2 separate regions of the Neogale vison genome follow, and region 1 is linked to region 2. The links are chromatin contacts, called in public Hi-C maps. All regions are on one chromosome and are shown on one strand. Each heading gives the region's core, a stretch centred on a gene start, on an enhancer-like site or on the middle of the called end of the contact. The rest is flanking DNA. Distances are from core to core; before and after follow the strand shown. Region 1 holds the start of BRAF (serine/threonine-protein kinase B-raf). Region 2 holds the start of NDUFB2 (NADH dehydrogenase [ubiquinone] 1 beta subcomplex subunit 2, mitochondrial).

Evidence for each region. A called contact is a pair of places that touch in the nucleus more often than the background predicts.
Region 1: a contact with region 2 is called in a Hi-C map of fibroblasts, with 4 times the contacts expected there. The contact joins the promoter of BRAF here to the promoter of NDUFB2 in region 2. A contact is called at or near these places in 2 of 3 Hi-C or Micro-C datasets (fibroblasts and muscle).

The regions. Positions count from the first base shown.
Region 1 is chr4:218,168,192-218,175,305 of ASM_NN_V1, forward strand. BRAF (serine/threonine-protein kinase B-raf) reads right to left here and starts at 5,221. Exons shown (of 20, transcript XM_044246723.1): 1 at 5,038-5,221. The coding sequence starts at 5,166. It overlaps LOC122904132 (a long non-coding RNA gene), which reads left to right and starts at 6,512. Exons shown (of 3, transcript XR_006384158.1): 1 at 6,512-6,531.
Region 2 is chr4:217,968,631-217,975,877 of ASM_NN_V1, forward strand. It overlaps NDUFB2 (NADH dehydrogenase [ubiquinone] 1 beta subcomplex subunit 2, mitochondrial), which reads left to right and starts at 5,710. Exons shown (of 4, transcript XM_044246721.1): 1 at 5,710-5,873. The coding sequence starts at 5,764. ADCK2 reads left to right here. Exons shown (of 8, transcript XM_044246719.1): 8 at 687-1,094. The coding sequence ends at 827.

The DNA.
Region 1 (7,114 bases), core at 3,971-6,470, 200 kb after region 2:
TCTAACTATTGCTGATCCTGACCTCACAGAATAACCAATGTAGGTAAAACAGAGAATGAGTAGAAGACTCAATTCAACTTCTGAGGAAGACAAAATCAAGTAAGAATTACTGATAATAAAGGCTTACTGTAATGACAATTTGAAGAGGAAATATGGGAAGCATAGCAACATACTACATTTCCAAAACAAGGGGATTGTGATACAAAATCTTCATTAAGTACACAGCTAAATTAATAATATCAAGGTGTCTAAGAAAACAAAATGTAGGGCGCCTGGGTGGCTCAGTGGGTTAAAGCCTCTGTCTTCAGCTCAGGTTATGATCTCAGGGTCCTGGGATAGAGCCCAGCATCGGGCTCTCTGCTCAGCAGGGAGCCTGCTTCCTCCTCTCTCTGCCTGCCTCTCTGCCTACTTGTGATCTGTCTCTGTCAAAGAAAGAAATAAAATAAAATAAAATAAAAAAAGAAAACAAAATGTATTTTCAATTCTAAAGGAGAAGACAACTTTATTACTGGGGGAAAGGAAAAAGGAAGAAAGCTAAGCAGCTGCCTCATTCTTCAACAGGTAAGCATGAGGTCTTAAGAAAATGTTAAATAAAATAAAAATAAAAAATAACAATGCAGCCTGCTCCTTTCCTCTCCTCCCCACCATTCACAGAACATAGGTTAACAATTGTTACAACAGCTTCCTATTCATCCTTATCAGGAAAGCAAAGGACAGAGAATTGAGAAAAGTCAAACTTCTCTGGCCTGTTATCCAAATATAATTTTTCTGGCCTATTATCCAAACAAGATTAAATCAAGTTTGCTCTTAGGTTTACTACATTCAAAGATCTGAGCATCCAGTACCAACATTCCTTTCTTATCTGTTTACTGATAAATGATTCCTTTAACAGTCAGCATGTGTAAGTGACTGATATCAGATAGTTTTCTAAATAAAAGGAGTAGAAGCCTAAAGAAGCGAAGGAAAGAGAAAGAGTACACAAAGAGACAACCAGAAATGCTAAAGACAAATAGCTCTTTTATAGTTATGCTTAACAGGTATATTCTTTCCACCTTCAAAAACACCTAGACAAAGTATTAACAGCAAAACCAGAACTACACAAGCACACAGTATGCTAACGGGACTACCCCCTTTTAGGAGTATGAGGTAATCCAACCTGGTTTCACATGGCTCATAAAGATGTGTTTTAATACACTGGACCACAAGATAAAGAAGATCCCATCCCAGAATACTGCTTAGTCAATGATTATAATTACACAACTTAACTAAGGCTGGTGATAAGAGATCTTGAAAACAATGTAATTTTAATTGTAATGCAACTACAAGAAGCTCCTTCTACAGAAACACAGCAGAATAGTTAATAAATATGACACTCTGGTAGAACACATTTTAAAAAATAAATGTATTTATTATATCATATAGTCATGCTATCCCATATTATACTGTATGGTCATGGAAAGAAACATTGGGGATTTATAAATGGTCAGAAGTAAAGGTTTAATGCCCAAAGTGTAAGCACATTAATTTCATAAATATCTAATAAGCTCCTATCATTTACCAGAATATTCTATTTTGACATCTACAAAGTAACAGAAATACAAGACATGAAATCTGTTCACTTCCCAAAACAATTTAAAAACTAAAATCTACATTCTATGTTCAAAATGTTTGATAACAAGCAGTTAAAAAAACTCTAATAGCCAAGAAAAATGATTAGTTTTAAAAAATCACAGTATTACCTAATGAAATGTAAACTATTTTGCTATATTAAGTTTAAAAATATTATAAAACCACATATACTGTATTATACAAACATTAAAAAAGTTTTGGATACACACCAAAATGTTTAAACTAATTATATCCTAGTGGCAAGATTACAGAATTTTTTCTTTTCTTTTTTTTTTTTTTTGTACTTATAGCTTTCTAATTTTTCAACAATGAATGTGCTTTCCCTCTATAGAGAGAAATTTTAATGCAGCTGAAATTTCCCTCTGAGAAACTTTAAAAACAAAAACAAAAAACTATTTTACTGTCAGGCAAGGGAATTCTTTAGTATAAAATGTGTCATTTTACACAAGCATAACTTCATTTGTTTCCATGCACTTGGCAATTATATCTCTTCAAGTACACATAAGGAAGATAGTTCAATTAAAAGACCACAGTACATATCAGTTTGTACTGGATTAACAATACAACTTCAAATTTTAAATGATTTCTTGGAGGAATTTCTTCTGCCATCCATAACACTGATGTCTATATTCAAAAAAGATCCACTTTTAATCATTTATTCCCCTCCTCCCCGATGCAAATACATTTATTATCAGCTCCTATAAGAAATTATAGAGGGAAAACTATTCATCACTAAACATTAAAACCTTAGAGGAGGAGGCAGTACAAAACACTTCTAATTAAATTTAGTTAGGAGTATCCTTTGTAGTTTCAGGAGATACCAATATGCTTTCCAATGATTGGCAAATTTAAACTTAAATTCATTAGTGTAGTGGTTCTCAAGCATTGATACATGAGAACTGCCCAGGAAGTGTGCCAAAATACTGAAACTTTCGGCACTCTCACCTACTGAATCAGAATCTTGAGTACAGAACTCAAAAACAATCTGGCCCTTTCAAATAAGATAGCAGAGACTGTACTTAACAAAAGACTTCTCTACATCATTGCAAACTGCTCTACTAAGTCTTAAAGTTCTCAATGTAAACAATGTTATAATCAGAGAATTACAATTTCATGACCCATACCCATTAATTTATCCATTCTTCTACTCTGTAACAGTCTTCAAAGTTACAATTCAACAAAACCACACATACACTACAGAGTAAAGCAAGCCCAGAGGCACCTGTGCCTGGTAAGACAAAGGCATATCCGATTCATGGAAAAAATAGACAGCAGATGTGACCCCTAGTATTTAGCTATTAAAAACAATGTATCCTAAAAATAAATTTCCATGTCAACGGAACAAAGCTGTTTATAAATAAGAAGGAATGTGGAGGTGTGGGGAAGACAAGAGGAAGCTTCAGCAAGTCAAGAACCAAAAGCCAGGAAACAAGGCCAAATGAATGGTAACGGGCGACTAGGAAATCAGAATAAACTAGGAAAAGGAAGAAGGGAAGAGCTCTATCCTTAGAATCCCAGAAGTTGGGGAAAATGAACAGATGTTAGAGGAAACTGATCCAAGCAAAAATGCAAACTAAAAATTAAGTGGAAAGCCGTGCAATTACGGAAGGAAAAAATGAAACAAGATGGGATCAGGAGGGAGACAAACCATAAGAGACTCTTAATCCCAGGAAACAAACTGAGGGTTGCTGGGGGGTTGAGGTGGGGTTGGGGGTAGGGATAGGGTGGCTGGATTATGGACATTGGGGAGGGTATGTCCTATGGTGAGTGCTGTGAAACGTGTAAGCCTGAAGATTCACAGACCTGTACCCCTGGGGCAAATAATACATTATATGTTAATTTTTTAAAAAGAAAAAAAGAAGATATGAAAACTTCAGGTCAAATGATGGTATAGAACACATGATGCTCATAGATGGAAGTGGTATAAGAGGCTGAAAAATTATTATTGTGAACAAACCAGAGCAAGCATATAGCATGAATTTCCAAAGTAAAGATGATGAAGCAGGAAAAGGAGCATTGCACAGACAAGAATGAGGCGTTGAGAATTGGGAAACCAAATGTAAGCAGTAGGAAGGAAAGAGAACTTTGAGCAAAGTCAACGGAATAACCCACGTTATCTAATCAATTACAAAGCACAGTTATTATACTAAATATTATCTCATAATTTGCAAAGTATAATAAAGTTGTTGTTTCATACAGTACAATGCCAAATACTAAATGGAATAAATTTTCCCTAAAAACCGAACGTAAGTAATTTGACAAAGTGGTAAGAGGCTCAATATTGCAAAAAACAGGCCGAGAGAAGGAGAAGCCAAAGCGGGAAAAGTGAAAGGTAAAAACTGGGACAAAAAGGAGGACAACAGAAAGAAATCAATCAAATCTATTTAAAAATGGGTAGGAAAAAATAAAGAGGTGTGAATACACAATGGAAGACTAACCAGAAAGTGTCTCTAAGGCAAATGAAACCTGATGGAATCCTGACAGCTTCAGGATTCAGAAAGTAAGGAAGGAGCTCCAAAGCGTCCAGACGGACTTGTAAAGATAATAGATAACAATGTTAGGGAGCAGAAGAATGATCCAGAGGACCTGAAGAGAACTAGGGTAAGAGAGGTGCAAAAATGGTTTTAAGTAGAAACTAAGGCTAGAAGGCTGGCAGGTCCGACAACCGGCAAAAGCGCGGAGCAGCAGATGGGAATGGGTTGGGGGGAGGATAACCACTCAGCGACAGAGCCCAGAACTGGGGGCCTGACACCGGGATAAAAAGGAGAACGGAAACAGTGGGATTTAAGGCTGAACAAGTAAAGGTTAAATCAAAACCAACCGCTGGGTAAAACAGGTGAAGAGACATCCCCCAAACAAGTGGAAAAGTGGAGGGGAGAGCAGCGGCCTGAAAAGGGGGACATCAGAGAGAGAGGAGGGGTATGATGCGCCCCATCACTCCCGTGACCATATAATAATTACAACAGCAACTCAAGCTGGGGTCCCGGCCCCGGCTACTAACCTACATCTTTTCATCTGGATGCCGCCACCCTCTCCTACCCCCCACCCCCAAAATAATGAAAACATCGAAGAGACGAGAGCCTGGCTACCTTCAGCCAGCCGTGACCTTCTCGGACCAACCCTGAGTCTCGCCCCCTACTGATAGCCTCCTGCTCAACCAATGCTGCCCGAATCCCCCAAGCTGGGGTGCGAGTCAGGGAAACCCCCCTGGGCCACTGTGTGTGTTTACGTAGCGAGGAGCTGCATGACGGATAGGAACAAGGCGGGGATGCCCATCTCCCACCCCGCAGAACCCAAAGAAGGATGTGGCTGAGGGCACCAGAGCCCCCACCGCCACCTCGTTCCCCCAAAAAACACCAGCCAGCCGAGCCCAAAGCTCGGAGGTGTGTAGGGTGCGCCGGCACTCACCTCCTCGGGAATGGCAGGGTCCGCAGCCGAAGAGGCCGCGGCGCCGGCGCCGGCCTCGGGCTCCATATCCCCGTTGAACAGAGCCTGGCCCTGCTCCGCGCCGCCGCCGCCGCCGCTCAGCGCCGCCATCTTATAACCGAGAGCCGGGGCCGGAGCGACCGCTGCTGGGCGGGGAGGGGGAAGGGAGGCGGAGGGCGGGGGGGCGGGGGGAGGCGGAGGCGGAGGGCGGGGGGCGGCGGGGAGGGGCGGCCGGGGCGGCGCCGGCGGCGGGAGGGCTCCTGGGCCACCTCAGGAACCGGCCCGCGGCCCCCGGCGCAGCCGAGCCTGAGGGGATTGGGGGAAGGACGCTAGGCGGGGGGCGGGGGAAGGGGGCGGAGACGACTAGAAGTCGCCGCGGCAACGGCGTCACCCCCGTGTCACGGCCGTGACGTCACCCGGGGTGCGTGACGTAATCGTAGGAGCGCCCTCGCGCCGTCGTCAGGGGAGGGTTCCTTCCCCTCCTGCCCACCGTCGCGCGCGCACGTTTCCTCGGCTCCGCGGTTTCCATGGCTCCGATTTCCTACTTCATTCTCTTCTCGGTCTTAAACCTGTTCTGTAATGTGGGATTTACTAGAAGAGCATGGGTGGTGTTGGAGGAGAAGTTAAAATCCTAGAGGGAGGAAGACGGGAAAGCCCATGCTACTTGTGTTTTTTCCATTACAGCGAATGTGTCATAAAAATAAGATTTGAAACCCCAAGGTGGAAACATTCAAGGAGAATTTCATAGAAATGTATTTAAGAGCAGCTAAATCATCAGAATGATTTTTGTATCCGTTTCATTAAAGGATCTGGCCTGTTAAAGAGGGTCTAAATGGAAGTCTAAAAGCTTATCCCCATCGTTGAGAAATAAAACGTTTTCTTTAAGTGTGTTTTTCATCTTCCAGTCATTCTGGAAATGGAAAACTTTCCATATGCTAGTGCCTGCACAAGGCACGGCATTCTAGACATCTGAAGCATCAAAACTTTAATAATTTTTATTTTCAAGATAATTATTCAAAACATTTTAAATACTAGGTGCCTCGCATGAACAGAATATTCCAAGGTGTTAGCTGTGCAAAATATGCATGAAAACAAGAGGGGGGTTCAGTTCCCTTTGTCAGGCCCAATTACAGAACGAAATTAAGGAAACCCAGTTCATTATTAAAAATATTTTTATCATAAAGGAAAAGGGAATATTCAGGGGGAAAAAATGAATGGAGAATAGAGGAAAGGAATATAATGGAAGTTACTGTGGGCTCCTGATGGTGTACAGTTTTAATCACCAAAGTAACATAAACATCAAGTCATGAGAAGCTTTGAGTGAACTACAGTTTTTACTTCCCATGTGGAGGGAAGTCACCAGTGACCTCCTTACAGTATTCACCATGATTAAAGAGATCGAAAGCTGTCCTATTGACTCCTGAAGCTGAATGTCTGCATATTGATAGAGTCACTGTGAATCCAGGTACTCTAGAGGTAAGGCATTGTGTGTGAGGCTGCTTGATTAATCAGAATACTAATATTTCTCTACAATGAAAAATGGAAAGTAGAGACTATCAAGTGGGCATGATAGATTTGTTAGCATTGTTGTACCTTTTTCTTCCAAGTAGAAAAGTCTCCTTGAAGAACTAAATATAAATCAAAAAGAGGTTTGGCCATAAGAGACTCTTAATCTCACAAAACAAACTGAGGGTTGCTGGGGGAGGGGGTAGGGAGAGGGGGCTGGGTTATGGACTTTGGGGAAGGTATCTGTTATAGTGAGTGCTATGAAGAGCGTAAACCTGGCGATTCACAGACCTGTACCCCTGGGGCTAATAATACATTGTATGTTAGTAAAAAAATTTTTTAAAAAGAGGTGTGGCAAAAGAAGAGTAAATGAAAATTATTGTAAGGGTTAATGTCATCAAGCTATACTAGTCTGAAGCACTCTTCTTTACTGTAAGGACATACTTCTAAAATGACCAAAATAGCACCATTAGCCAGTCGTGGCACCTTTTACCCTTGATTTTATCAAAAACAACTTGCAGCACTTTTATTTCAATGGTCCTATTTCATTTTT
Region 2 (7,247 bases), core at 4,460-6,959:
GAGCCAAAGGCAGACACTTAACGACTTAGCCACCCAGGTGCCCCATGATGATAGTACTTTTGAGAATTAGTTGAGTAATTCACTTAAATTGCTATTACTATTAACCTGGCTCCAAAGGGGAAGAAGTTGGGGTGCCTGGTCTGCCTTTGGCTCAGGTCAGGATCCCAGGGGTACTGGGATGGAGCCCCGCATCGGCTCCCTGCTCAGCAGAGAGCCTGCTTCTCTCTCACCCCTGTGCTCATGCTCTCTCTTGTTCTCAAATAAATAAATAAATAAAATCTTTTTTTAAAAGGGTAGGGGGAGAAGCTCTTCTGTGTTTGAGCAAAGCCATTTGTGCGTGGTCTCAAAAGGCTACTGCAAATCTTGAAGAATGACCCTCTTGTAGATTTATAATTTCTGGTTTAGCTATGAGATATTCATTGTATTATTTTTAAGTCATTCAAACGTACACACACCCACCCCTAGAGAAGGACGTGCTGCATCCCCCAGATTTTCCCTTAATATTTCTCGTACATGGGAGGTTGGTTGAGTAGATGAGATAGTGGGGAGAACGATGAGGTAGGGGAAAGAGTGTCAGGTAGATGGTAGAAGTCCCAGCAGGCCAGGAGTGGACAATCACATGGTCACCCAGGATACCATCTCTAGATCAGAGGGCTTTAGAAAGAACCAGTCTATTTCTGTTTCAGGTAAAGCTTGAGAGCAACTTTGCCTCCATTGTGTTCGCCATCATGGTGTTGGAGGGCCTTGGCCGCTCACTGGACCCCAAACTGGACATCCTGGAGGCAGCAAAGCCCTTCCTTCTGAAAGGACCAGCGTTCCCCCGCTGACCATAGCAGTGGGCATGCAGTGGGCCTTTGTCTCAGGACTAAAGGCCACTTCCGGCAGCCTGAATATTTTAAAATTGGGATGCATGGAAGGCATACCACATTTTTTACCCTGACTTGGTTTCAGGCATCTGTTTTAAAAGCTTTGGGTTACTTAGGGGAAGTAAAGGGAGGGAAGACTCCTAGCCATTCAGTCATGGATGCTGGGCCTGGTGTTGGGGATAATAATGTTCTGTGGAGGAGGACAAATAAACTGAGTTATTTTGTTTTCTTGTTTTTGTCTCTTCTCTTTTTAACCCTGTCTGCTTCCGGATCAGGTGGGGCCTGCTGGGTGTTCCGTGACTCTGAGATTTAGGTAGGAAAGTGTCACAGAATCCTGTACCCATGGCTTCCAAATGTTTCTGATTATGTACTCTACTGGTGAGATATATGTATTTACATGTGTATGTGCACATGTATCACTTATTTATGGGTTTTATACAGGTCCTACCACCACTAGAAATCTCTGGAGGCACAGTATATACTTTGGGCAAATTTTGCTGTACTTCAAAATTATCTTCTTGATAATTTTAAATATTTTCTGATGATCTCCTGAGCAATTTTTTTACAAGGTAAAATGATACCAGGGACAGGAGCAGAATGGGCTCTGCCATTTTCTTCAAGTTCCCCTGTGCTCACATGTTAGCATTCAGACTGCAGTTTCTCTGAGTCATGTTCAGCTCCTTTTCCATTTGTCTGGAGTCAGTTTTGGCTAATAAAACCTAGAGATAATAAAATCAGTATTTCCCGTTAAACAGGGCTTGAATCTGCAGTAGCGCCCCAGCAAAGGATTAAAGCGGCCACTGCCCACCTTTCTGCATGGGGCCCACTCAAGGGCAGTGGGCGGCCCGCATGGACTAAGAGGGTACCAGGGTCAGGTGGTGGAGTAGGTACTAGTAAAGCTTAGTTTCTCTCTTCCTTTCTTTCATTTCCTTCCTTTCAGATTTTATTTATTTATTTTGAGAGAGAGAGAAAGTGTGAGCAGAGGGGAAGCGAAGAGGGAGAGAGAAAGAAGCTGACTCCCCACTGACAAGGAGCCTGAAGCAGGAAGTGGGGCTTGATCCTAGGACCCTGAGATCATGACCTGAGCCAAAGGCAGATGCTTAACTAACTGAGCCACCGAGGCATCCCTCGTTTGTTTGTTTCTTTTCCTTCCTTACTTTTTTTTTTTTTAATAAGAAATAGCATTTTCGGGGCACCTGGGTGGCTCAGCCATTAAACGTCTGCCTTTGGCTCAGGTCATGATCCCAGGGTCCTGGGATCGAGCCCCGCATCGGGCTCCCTGCTCAGCGGGAAGCCTGCTTCTCCCTCTCACACTCCCCTTGTTTATCTGTCAAATAAATAAATAAAATCTTAAAAAAAAAAGAAATAGCATTTTCTCCTACATCCCAGTGGACTCTCTTGTTTGCTTTGGAGACCACTGCTCTAAGTAGTGAGTGAAAATCACGCTTTCTGCTCTCTGGAAGTTCTGCTCTGATCACAGGACTAGATTCTTCCATTCTTTTCTTCTCAAGAATTCCTTTCTGTCTTTTAGGAAGCAACTAAGGTTTAGTCAGAGGTTCATTTGGGGTGGTTTTTTTCAAAGAGTTAGGGTGGCTCAAGGTAGCTGGGAGGGGGCAGTGGCACCATTTAGCTCCTTCATGGACACTCCGGCCAGACACAGGGCAGTTGTGTCAAGTGCACATACGCTGTGAGGTGACGGGGGCACAGGCACAGAGCGGGCACTGCCCTGAGTCCACACCAGCACTACTGAGCTTTAACTAAAAGCCAATCGGTTTACTCACACCACCGTGACACGTATTAGTTATCTATCAGTGCCTACAAATTACCCAAAACTTAGTGGCTTGAAAACAACAAAACTTAGTACCTCACAGTGTCTTCAAGTCCGAAATCTGGGTGCTGCTTCCCGGGCCCCAGCTCAGGGTTTGCTCGGGCTGTGGGTATCTTGAGGCTCCACAGGGGTGGGTCTGATGCCAAGCTCATTCATATGGTGGTTGGCACAATTCAGTCCCTCACTGACTGTTGGACCAAGGGCCTCAGTTCCTCAGGAAATTTTACAGTAACAGAAAATGAACACAGGCTCTATGGAACAGAAGAAAAATGGGCAACAGATATGCTTTAATATGGGTAATTTGCTTATTTTTAAATTAAGCACATTAAAAAGGCAAAACTTGATTCATAAAATAATCTTCTTAAGGAGAAAACGCTATGGCTACTTCCTTGGCTGAACAGGGAGCCTGATATGGGGCCTGATCTCAGCATCCTGGGATCATGACCTGAGCCGAAGGGAGATGCTTAACCGACTGAGCCACCCTGGCACCCCTGTGGAATAGGTTCTTGATTTGGGGTTAGGTGCTCTATGTTAGGTCATTTAGAGTCTGTCTTTCGTTAGCAGTTGTCAGTTTGTTAACACTTGACTGGGAATTTGATTCATCATGTAGCGGGTGAGAGCTCAGTGTCAGGGCTTGGCATCCTTCCTCTCACCTTCTGAAATGCATCCTTTCAAATGGGCGCCCATCATGGGGCGCCTGGGTGGCTCAGTTGGTTAAGCAGCTGCCTTGAGCTCAGGTCATGATCCAGCATCCTGGAGTTGAGTCCTGCATCAGGCTCCTTGCTCGGCGGGGAGCCTCCTTCTCCCTCTGCCTCTGCTGCCACTCTGCCTGCCTGTGCTCTCTCTCTCTCTCAATCTCTCTGACAAATAAATAAATAAAATCGTAAAAAAAAAAACCACACCCAAGTATTTAAATAAAAAAAAATGGGGCGCTCATCTGAGAACCCAAAAGAAGCTGCCCAACCCCTAGCTGCCATCACGCAGCCTGCCTAAAGCAGTAAAGCATATTTGCCCTGGGAGTTCTTAAAGCATGTCTGCAGAACAAACATGCATCCCTGCTACATAGTCAAAGTAGTTTACTGATTGGACCCTAAACTTTCTATAGTAAAAAAAAACAGAATTTGGGGCGCCTGGGTGGCTCAGTGGGTTAAAGCCTCTGCCTTCGGCTCTGGTCATGATCCCAGGGTGCTGGGATAGAGCCCTGCATTGGGCTCTCTGCTCAGCAGGGAGCCAACTTCCCTTCCTCTCTCTTTGCCTGCCTCTCTGCTTACTTGTGATCTCTCTCTCTCTGTCCAATAAATGAATAAAATCTTTTAAAAAATTAAAAAAAAACCCCAGAATTTGTAATGTAAGACATTAAAGCCAAGGACCCCACAAATGGTCTATAAAACAATATTGCTTTAAGTGCAAGCAAGTACTGAAGTTAAAAGGTTTTTTTTGTAATTCAGCAAGAAAGATGGTGAGGGTGAGAATGGATTTTAATTAACCAGAATCCAGGTTTTGCTACTTAGGAATGGAAGACATAACAAAGCATAAACATTTCCTGAATATGTGGTGTGGGCCAGGTACTCTCTTAAATGACTCCCACTCAGATGGGGTCCCTGATACTCAGAGAAGTAGAGTGACTTGTCCAAATTCATAGAACTATTCACTGAAGTTTGAACTTTAGATATTTTGGCCCTTTTTTTGTTTGTTTGTTTAAGCTGTGCCTCCCCCTCCCCCCCGCCCTTGGCCTTGACATCATAAATTCATTCTTTGCTGGGATTAGGGAAGTTGTGTAGCCTGGGGAGTGAGCTGCCAAGGAAGGATGATGGAAAGCCCTGTCTTCCCAAATCATGAACTTCCTATCTGAGTGGCTCGTTTATGTCACTAGAAAGGGTAAGTGATGAATGGTAGCTCAAAGAAAAGCCACGCCAGTGTATCAACTAGAAAGTCAACTTTTATCAAGAGAAAAGTGGATTCTTCTCCAACTTATATACCAAGTGGACAACAGGAGAGAGTCCTAAAGGGCCAGAGGGTTAATTAACAGGCTGTTCAGAAGGTCACAGGGAGTGTAATCCGTAAGCTTTACCTGAGCCTAACTCCACGGAGAGAGATTGCCCCGTTACAGGGCACCTGGAGACCCACATCTTGGTACAGGACAGGTGTCATTTATAGTCAAGGCACTCAACTCCCTAAACTCCGTAAGTACCCTATTTTTCTTGCCTGAGTGTGGCCTCTTCAGTGTTTAGCTGAAGGAGCATATGATCCATTTCAAATTGAAATCCCCAAGGTGTGAGGCTGGCAGGCTAACTTTATAATTTAATCAAACCCGGAACTTTTTAGGGAAGCTGTAACCCACACAGCAGTAAAGACCCTAAGAATTTGCGGGAGTGACGTGGGGTGTGTACCCAGAGAAGCTCAGAGTCCATCCAGGATTTACTAGAAAGCACTATTTAGAGAGAAAGCCGAGAATCCAGGGCGTGGCTCAGGATCAGGGAATCAGAGCGCGGCGTAAACCCGAGGCCACGCTTAAATGCAGATTCCTCGGCCCTACTTCGGACTGCAGAGGATCTGAGGTCGGGCTCCTTAGGTGAATGTGATGCCACCAGCCCACGTAGGAATATTTGGGAACCACCGATGGGCTGCCGGTCCGTTATCAAGTTTGCAGAGAAAGAGTAAGACAAGACCTTATAGAGACCGTTGTGAGCCTCTTGCAGGAGAGGAGAGTACAAAAGACTAGCTTTGGGGACGTCCTCTGGTTCAGAGGGTCCGGCGGCCTCAAAGGGTCCGGAAGGCAGTTTACTCAGGCGCAGCAGGCCGAGGAGCGGGCGGAGGTGGGAAAACACCATCGAGATCAGCAGTCAGGGAGGAGCGAGAGCCGACTCAGTGCTGGTTTCTAAGCACACCCGTACAGAGGGTCCTAGAGCCGAGCCCGAAGCCCGGCGACCGGATTACGGTTTCCCTCCCGGCGTACACCACCTTCGGCGGGGGCGGGGGGAGGATGAGCAGGTCGACGCCGTGACGTCACTGGCCGGGGCGCCGGGGGAAGTGACGTAGAGGCGGTGAGGCCTGAGCAGTTCTCTCGGGATGCGGGCTGGCATGTCGGCTCTGACGCGCCTGGCGCCTTTCGTTCGCGCTGGAGGCCGGTTGTTCAGAGGCCCCGGCTCGCCGGCGGCTGGAGGCAGTGGAGTTCGTCAGTGAGTGTTGGCTGGGGGAGGGTCCTCCCCTGCTTCTAACGGAAAACGCAGGTCTCCGGGACGCCTTCACCTTGACACCGGGCGCCTGGGGCGGGCCGGGAACCTGCAGAGACCTGCGCCCCGAGGCATGCTGGGACTTGGAGTCCGGCTCTGCAACCTCGAGGCTGGAGTGGGGTTGGGGGCTGGGCGGTGGGCTCGCTTGGCAGGTTTTTAACAGTGTCTCGGGCCACTCCGGCCGCAGGGGAGCCTGTCGTCGGGAAATCCAGTTGATCGTAGAGGAAAGCTGGAGCTCATTGGGAAGCGAGAGCGGGAGATGGGGATGAGAGGGCGTTCTGGCGGAGGAAGGAACTTGTACCTGTTTCCAAGCGGCAGGTGGGAGGCAAGGAGTGGCACGGAGGTGCCGCGGGAGACCTCTGTATTCTTTGTTAAAGCAGTCACAACAAAATCGAGCGGAAGGTATGGAGGTTTCCCATAACCCCCTGCCTCACAAGTGCATAGCTTCCCCCATTATCAACATTCCCCATGAGAGTGTAGAATTGATTGACACATTATCGGCCAAATCCCGGAGTTTGTATTAGGGCTCACTCTTGCAACACCAGAATTGAGAGGGAGCAAAAGAGGAGTCACCTGTGAAGTAGCCCAAAAATTCGACTGGAGAGCATAGTGCCGGGATGCCAAGGGAGGGCTCATCCGCCAAAAACAAATTGGTAGTGCAGAGAGATTCAGTAAGAGCAGGATGGACAGTAGAACGCTGAATTCTTACAGGTGATGTTCCAGGCCCCTTAGATCATCATCTACATTTTTTTCGAAGAGGCAGTGCAGGATCGCGGTTAAAAGCAGGATTCTGGCCCCAAACTGCCTCAATTCAAATTTCACCTCTGCCACACTCTAGCTCTTTCGCCTTGGAGAAGTTTCTTGATGATCTCTAATTGCCTCCCTTTTCTCACCCCCATGATGGGGATTATAATGTCAGTTTCCAGGGAGCTGAGTGAATGACAATTCTGTAAGGTATTTTAAGACAGCTGCTGCTGATGGGGCGCCTGGGTGGCTCAGTGAGTTGGGCCTCTGCCTTTGGCTCAGGTCATGATCTCAGGGTCCTGGGATCGAGTCCCCCCCTCCGGCTCTCTGCTCAGTGGGGAGCATGCTTTCACCTCTCTCTCTGCCTGCCTTTCTGCCTACTTGTGATTCATCTCTCTCTCTCTCTCTGTCAAATAAATAAATAAATAAATAATCTTAAAAAAAAAAAAAAAAAGACAGCTGCTGCTGCCTAGTAAGGACCTTACCAGTATTAACTGTTGTTACTAGGAAATGGAGACTCCAGAAGATTAAAGGAGTGACTTGCTTAAAGTCACATGTCTCTCAAAGCTGTGGAGC